Linked DNA regions of Mus musculus: region 1 is linked to region 2. Evidence: chromatin contacts called from public promoter capture Hi-C data. All regions are on one chromosome and are shown on one strand. The core of a region is the stretch at or near the end of the contact, and the rest is flanking DNA. Distances in the headings are between cores, read along the strand shown.

What was found. Promoter capture Hi-C pulls out the DNA fragments that hold promoters and counts their contacts.
Region 1: a contact with region 2 is called in a promoter capture Hi-C map of liver, with 2.4 times the contacts expected there. The contact joins two enhancer-like sites. A contact is called at or near these places in 1 of 39 promoter capture datasets (liver) and 2 of 9 other capture datasets (adipose tissue and liver).

Annotation. Positions count from the first base shown.
Region 1 is chr5:86,936,804-86,939,922 of GRCm38.p6, forward strand. No RefSeq gene overlaps it. Among named protein-coding and RNA genes, the nearest start is that of Gm24121, 9.4 kb to the left of the region's middle. Within about 2 kb of position 1,623, at least 2 of the 459 cell types and tissues checked have an H3K27ac peak or open chromatin away from gene starts, as enhancers often do. A contact at or near this core is called in liver, where this site is marked.
Region 2 is chr5:86,724,272-86,727,483 of GRCm38.p6, forward strand. It overlaps Tmprss11e (transmembrane protease, serine 11e), which reads right to left. Exons shown (of 10, transcript NM_172880.2): 2 at 3,002-3,126. Among named protein-coding and RNA genes, the nearest start is that of Tmprss11e, 20 kb to the right of the region's middle. Within about 2 kb of position 1,535, at least 8 of the 459 cell types and tissues checked have an H3K27ac peak or open chromatin away from gene starts, as enhancers often do. A contact at or near this core is called in liver, where this site is marked.

The DNA of each region.
Region 1 (3,119 bases), core at 373-2,872, 210 kb after region 2:
ACATATTGCAAAGAGAGGGGCCATTGGACTTGAAAGTGCATTAACAAACAGAAGCAGGGGGGTGGGAAATTGAAGGCTTGGAAAAACACCCCCAAAAGGCAAAGGTGTTAACCCTGGGTGATGACAGTGATTAATGGAGATGGGGTTCAGACCCCCTCCCTGAATCCAGAGAAACTCTGATAGTGGAGGGGAAACACACTCAGTTTCTGGTGGACACAGGGGCGCAACACTAGGTCGTCCTCTAAGCTGATGGTCCAGTTTCCAAGAACCCAGTTCTTGACCTCTCCTACCCCCAGAGTGACTTTTTAGGCTGACAAAGATCTTATGGCTTGATTGCCAGCTTTCCATATCAGCCACCAGGAATTGTGGCCTAAACTTAGTGCCCTGTATAATGCAGGTATCCCAGAGTTTCCACAGGACTACCAAGTTGGAGATTGGATATATGTTAAGAGGCATCATGCTGAAAACTTGGAAGCCAAGTGGAAAGGGCCATACCTGGTGTTGTTGACCGTACCAACCTCCAGAAAATTGGATAGAGTAACTGCCTAGGTTCATATAACTCATGTCATACTAGCACCTGCATCTGACACCAACTGGATAGCAGCCAGACTCACAAACAACCCCCTCAAGCTCAAGATCACCTGCCCATCTGTAAGGCCTGAGAAACCATGAGATGGTTATGGTGTATCTTCCTTCTGGTGCTGGGCCTCAGCAACCCCCAAAGCCATACCAAAGTGACTTGCAACATACTCTGAGGATATAGCTTGGTGTACTGTAGACAAACACCCACCTTACATCTGGTGGCCAGATCTTGTCTTTGATCTCTGTAAGTTAGGAGTGGGTTTTGACTCCTGGGATATCCCCACCCTAGAGACACAGGGCAAGGGAGTACACAGATGTGGGAAATGAGGGACTAGTGGATCTAAACTATGTCCGAGAAGTGGCTTTGGAGGGTTGGGCTTATGGTGTGAACATTTGAAGTTGAATAACTTTCAAGAAACCCCCATATATGTGTGCCCTCGAGATGGGAAAAGCTATCAGCAGGCCCACCAGTGTTGTGAGGTGGGGGGGAAGAAATCACTTTTTCTGTGCTACCTGGGGATGTGAAACACTAGGAAGCACATACTGGAGACCATTCCCGGGGTAGTTAAAGATTCAATGGTCAAGGTGAGAGAAGAGCTCACCAAGCAGAAGAAAGAGCAAAGAGTCAGGACTGGTTTAGAATTTTGGTTTCACTCCCCCTTGTTTAACCCTCCTTATACTTACCCTGTTAGGACCCCTAATTGTTCTGCTATTGTTGACCTTTGGAACCTGCATATTGAACAAGCAAGCAAGCATATAGTCTTCATAAAAGAGAAAATAAGAGCAGTACAGCTGATGGTCTTGTGCCAACACTATGATATCCTGAGCATAGGACCTGAAGGATATCAGTTAATTACTCCAGACCCCTGAGTGTAGCTCCAGGATTAGAGCTTGTACAAGAAAAAGGGGGTAATGAGGGACCCTAAGGTCTTTGTCCAGTCCCGCTCCCTCTTTACAGCTTCCCCTTCCTACCTGGGGTCAAGGCTAGGCCAAGCTCCATTCTCCACCCAGAGGAACATTCTGGAGTAAAAAGTCTCAGAATGTACTGACCTATAGTCACCTGACCCTCTGAAAAGTTCCAGTTAGAGTTCAAATGCCTTTCATGCTTGCTAGATAATAGATTTATTGGTCAATATGCTTAGCCAATACTTTTGAACTGTAATCTTCCTGATGTAGCCTGTGCCCCTAAAAAGTATAAAAATTGCTTGTAATAGCCATTCGGGGTCACCTTCTCATCACTAGCCTTGAGGGACAGATTGACAGCTGACCCCAACATACTGGAAAATAAGTCTCTTTCTTTTTCCTTGAAACAAACAACAAAAAAAGAAAGAAACTGTGACCAATAGGCCAAGTTCATGTCAAAAGTTTATTGCTACTGCTTTAAGGAGTAAACTAAAGCAAATAGTTTGCTCTTACTTTTTATCACTATTATTACTATTATTATTATCCTTCAATCTTTTTTATAGTCTAGTCATTATCCCCCTCCTCTTGCTCTTGCTTTTATTGCCCATTATATGAATCATATTCTGACTTCTGCTACAGATAATCAAATGCTAAAGGATTTGTTCATTAAAATACAAATTGGATTATCCTTTTAAATTTGCAGTCATAAATAAAAAAAGCAAAAATTTTATTGTTAATGAATTTGTGTGACTTAGCACTGGCTTTGATATTTTAGACCTTTATAAAATATTAATAATTAAAAGTGGATAATGCTCCTACATATCCACACATGCTTCTTTATAAAGTAACACAGAACTCAGATGATTTTACTTGTATGTGACCACGGGTAACCCTTTTCCTGCAGTGTGACACCCATGGTTCCAGAAAATATTAATATTAATATTAATAGACTTGCCAAAAGTGGAAGCAATGAAGCAGTGTTCTATGGTTCATCTTAGTATTTTCAGTGTAGAACATTTCCACAGGACTATGGTCATAGGAGTTGGAGATACTATTTTGACTTTTCTGTTTCTGTCTGATGTCATCTAGTCTGCTTCATTCGGGGCTCCTCTAGCCGCGCCATCCCTGGAGCTCTGCCTTGGTGTTTGGGGATGGTGTTGAAACATAAGGTCCTTTTGTGGTCTCAACCAAAGTGCTCATAGCATATCATCAGCTCGGCCTAGAAATGTTGTGATGACTGAGTCAGGTTTCCTTCTGGTGACATCCACCTAGGAAAGTCTGTGCAGGAGCTTTGTGATAACTGCTAGGCTGGCAAATGTGGGAATGTTTTTGGTGAGCTTGGGAAACACAAGCAATATCCAATGTAGAAGCTTGCAAGAAATTCACACACTCTTTTAAGTTTTCATTAATTTTGCATGTGTGAATGTTTGGCCTACAAGAATGCCTGTCCAACACTTTAGTTGCTAGATAGGGCAGTATATGTCATTGGAATCACTGGAACTGGGGTTAGAGAAGAGTGTGAACCACTACATGGGAAAATGTGGATCCTGGACAAACAGCCCAAGCTTTTGACTTCTCAGCTATTTTCTAAGCCCCTCACTTTATCTTATTTTTTTTTAATTTGGAAGAACCCT
Region 2 (3,212 bases), core at 285-2,784:
GCATCATTATTAGCCCATTTGTTGACTACTAGAAACACTAAGACAATAAGGAACACTCCATTCCTGGTCATCTGCTCCATCATTCTGCTTCAGGCTCCAGAGCGATCTCCACATAAAGATAAATGCTCATCATACATTTTATAGAGTGTAAAAGCTGTAAGAAGTGCCCGGTGCTCTGGACTGCTGTGCAAATACCCCATGAGAGCTGTGAGCTAATTACTCACATGTTATCCACTCCCTGGTTAGCCCAAAGGATAGCCAGCCATGCCATGTGGATGAACACATCATTCAGAAGCTGCCCAGGGCTGAATTATTTTATATTAAAGAAGTAGACAACCCACCCCACCCCCATTCAATAAACTATTCATTAATTCTGGACTCCACTGTGAGAAAATTGAATTTTTGCCGGAGATGGAAAGGAATGAGGGTAGGAATTCAGAAAATAGAAATTTAGAGAGCTAGAATTGCCACCTGGAATAACCTTCCAAAGACAATAAGTATGTTCACTAAGCTCCTTTGTCACAGACCTTATTTTTGCCCACTGGGCTTAGGGGATGTCTTGTCTGCTTCTTATCCACTGTGCCCTGTTTCTGCTGCCAATTCACACAACCTGCTTTGTTGACCTACTGTAGAGTTAATGTAGTATAGTTTTCCCATTTTGCATACAAAAGAGTCAGAGACTTGTGTCTACCTTCAGTAATGCCTATTACATTTCTGTGATAGACATTGTGCCAATCCTTATAAATATAATAATAACCTAAGACCATTGAAAAATAGTTATTGTAAGAAAATGGACTATGCTTCACCCAGACTCAGGCTCTTTTTTCTTCTTCCAAGCTGATGTTGATGTAGCCAATAATTAATCACATATTAAGTAGTAATGTTATTCAGAAGAGGACAAGAGGTCCCTCTAGTCACTGAAGCATAGTTTTTTTTTTAATTATAGATTGCATCATTTGATCAGGCAAAGCATGATCAACTATCAGTACTTCACATGGATCAACCACAGAAACAATTTGTGTACTCAATATTGGACTTTTCTCTGTAAATAGGCCACAAGGTTTTCATAATATAAAGCTTCTGGTATTATATGCTAGCTCTTGTAATTTAACAAATATGAATATGGTAAAAATATGGATGACCATGAATTGTTGATAATTTTTTCACAGGCTTGTAATTCTACAACTTGCAGTGATGTTGTTCACTAACACACTCACAGCACAGAGAAGTGTAAAGAAAGCCCTGAAGGCACTTAACCGGAGTTAGACAAACAATTCTCAGCTGTCCTGGGCTTTGAAAAGAGAGGCTCAAAGCGATGTTTTTTCCAAATCTGGGCACATTCCTATTTACTCTGTAACACATCTGTTGAGTTTGGCATGTGAGTTCGTAACTGCCCATTGTTTTGTCTAATCTGTTGTTAGTTTCCACACCCAGACGGTAAGTCATACATACAAAATAGTAACGTACAAGAAGCCTTGTTTACTCAGGTGTGCTGTGTGGGTACTGGGAATTATGTGTTACAGTTTCTGAACTGATCACCCAAGCGGCATGACACTGGAACCAGATACTGGGAAATGTGACCCAGTATTCAGTGTACACAGGCATGAGACCCATAATCTTACAAAACCTGGCTTGGGAAAATGTAAAGGAGATAGAGGAAGAAGCATTTTTTTTTCTATCACAAAAAGGGATCAAGCCTCTAACATTTCTAGGGCTTTCTTATGAAATCAGACAGTCCTAAAAGTATGTCATTTGTTTTTTATCACTTAGTATTGAATAAAAATATATAATGCACCTGATATATGCCAAGAGTCTTCAAATTTTTTTGAAATATAAAAATGAGTAAGTCATAGCCTTCTACATGCATAGAGAAATAACAATGCTTACAACATAATGAGGCTCAGTATATTCAGAACCAATCTGTACTGTAATGTTATTTTAGCAACTCTTTTGTATTAAAACTATTTCAGAGAAATCTCTATTATCAAAATAAAGAAACCTCAATTTAAAAAAAAAACAAACCAGCATGTGTATAAACACCACCCAAAGATATTTTTTGAGCATTATTTTTCTTTAAACCACCCAAAAAAGATGTATCTATCTTGTTTTGAAAATTGACGTTGTACTTGGTAGATAGTAGAGGAAGATAATCAGATTACAGATCACTCTTCCTCTGTACACGAAAACACCTTCTTCAAATTCCCAATTAAATTAGATTCAAGTGATTCGCTTCTATGGTTTCAGGGCCTTCAATATCAAAACAAAATCTAGTCACACAGGGAAATATTAAACTAAGAGATCATAGTTGAGTCAACTAATTAAAACCCGAGGAACAGTATAGGGAAACTTCAGAAGGGTTGTTATATCTGTAGTCCCCTGGGCACCTGATTAATAACAGCAACTAGGAGTTCATCTGGCAGTGAGAAACCTCCTAACAACAGAGGGAGCCTCCTCAGAATGAACATCAGTATACCTTGACCTCTGTCATCACCAACATCCCAAGATGAGACTTTCAATGACATAGGCACTTATTTAGCAATACACCATTGTGAACACGTCTCCAACCTAGTACAGAGCGGAGCTCAGCCCTACAAGATATTTATTTTAATGTGTAGTTCATTTATTGGAATGCTAAGATTTAGATAAAGTTGACATTTTTTTAAATCAAGGTTATTATTGTATTCTAAGACCTCAGCTCAAGACATTGTATTCTAGCTAACCTGTCGTCTTCCCGTATTGAAGATTCCTTTGTCACTTCCCAGTTATTTTGAAAAGTAGCATTCTACTCCTATAGGAAACACTGTTACATCGAAGATGAAAGGAAGGATTCTCCTAGGTTTCTGAGGATTATTGAAATAAAAAGAGTAAGCATTGAAAGAGTTCTTAGCTAATGCAAATAAATCACAGTGATGAAGAAACAGCCCCGAGGCAAGCCAAAACAGGAAATTCCATGAGGAACAATTGGAACGGGTCACGTGACGCCAGAGTCGCTCATACTTACTGTATCTGACATAGTGAACAGTGAGCCCAATGCACACTGCCAAGACAATCAGGGATAAAAAAGAAATGATGCCGATAACCCAGGGCTCCACACACGTTCTCTTCCTGGCCCTCACCACACATGACCTGAGGAAGAAAGGAAAGGGGGTGGGTTATACGCAAGTGCATGCCTCCTCCGCACCCTAGGCAAGTTAGAAGCCTTCAGATGACAG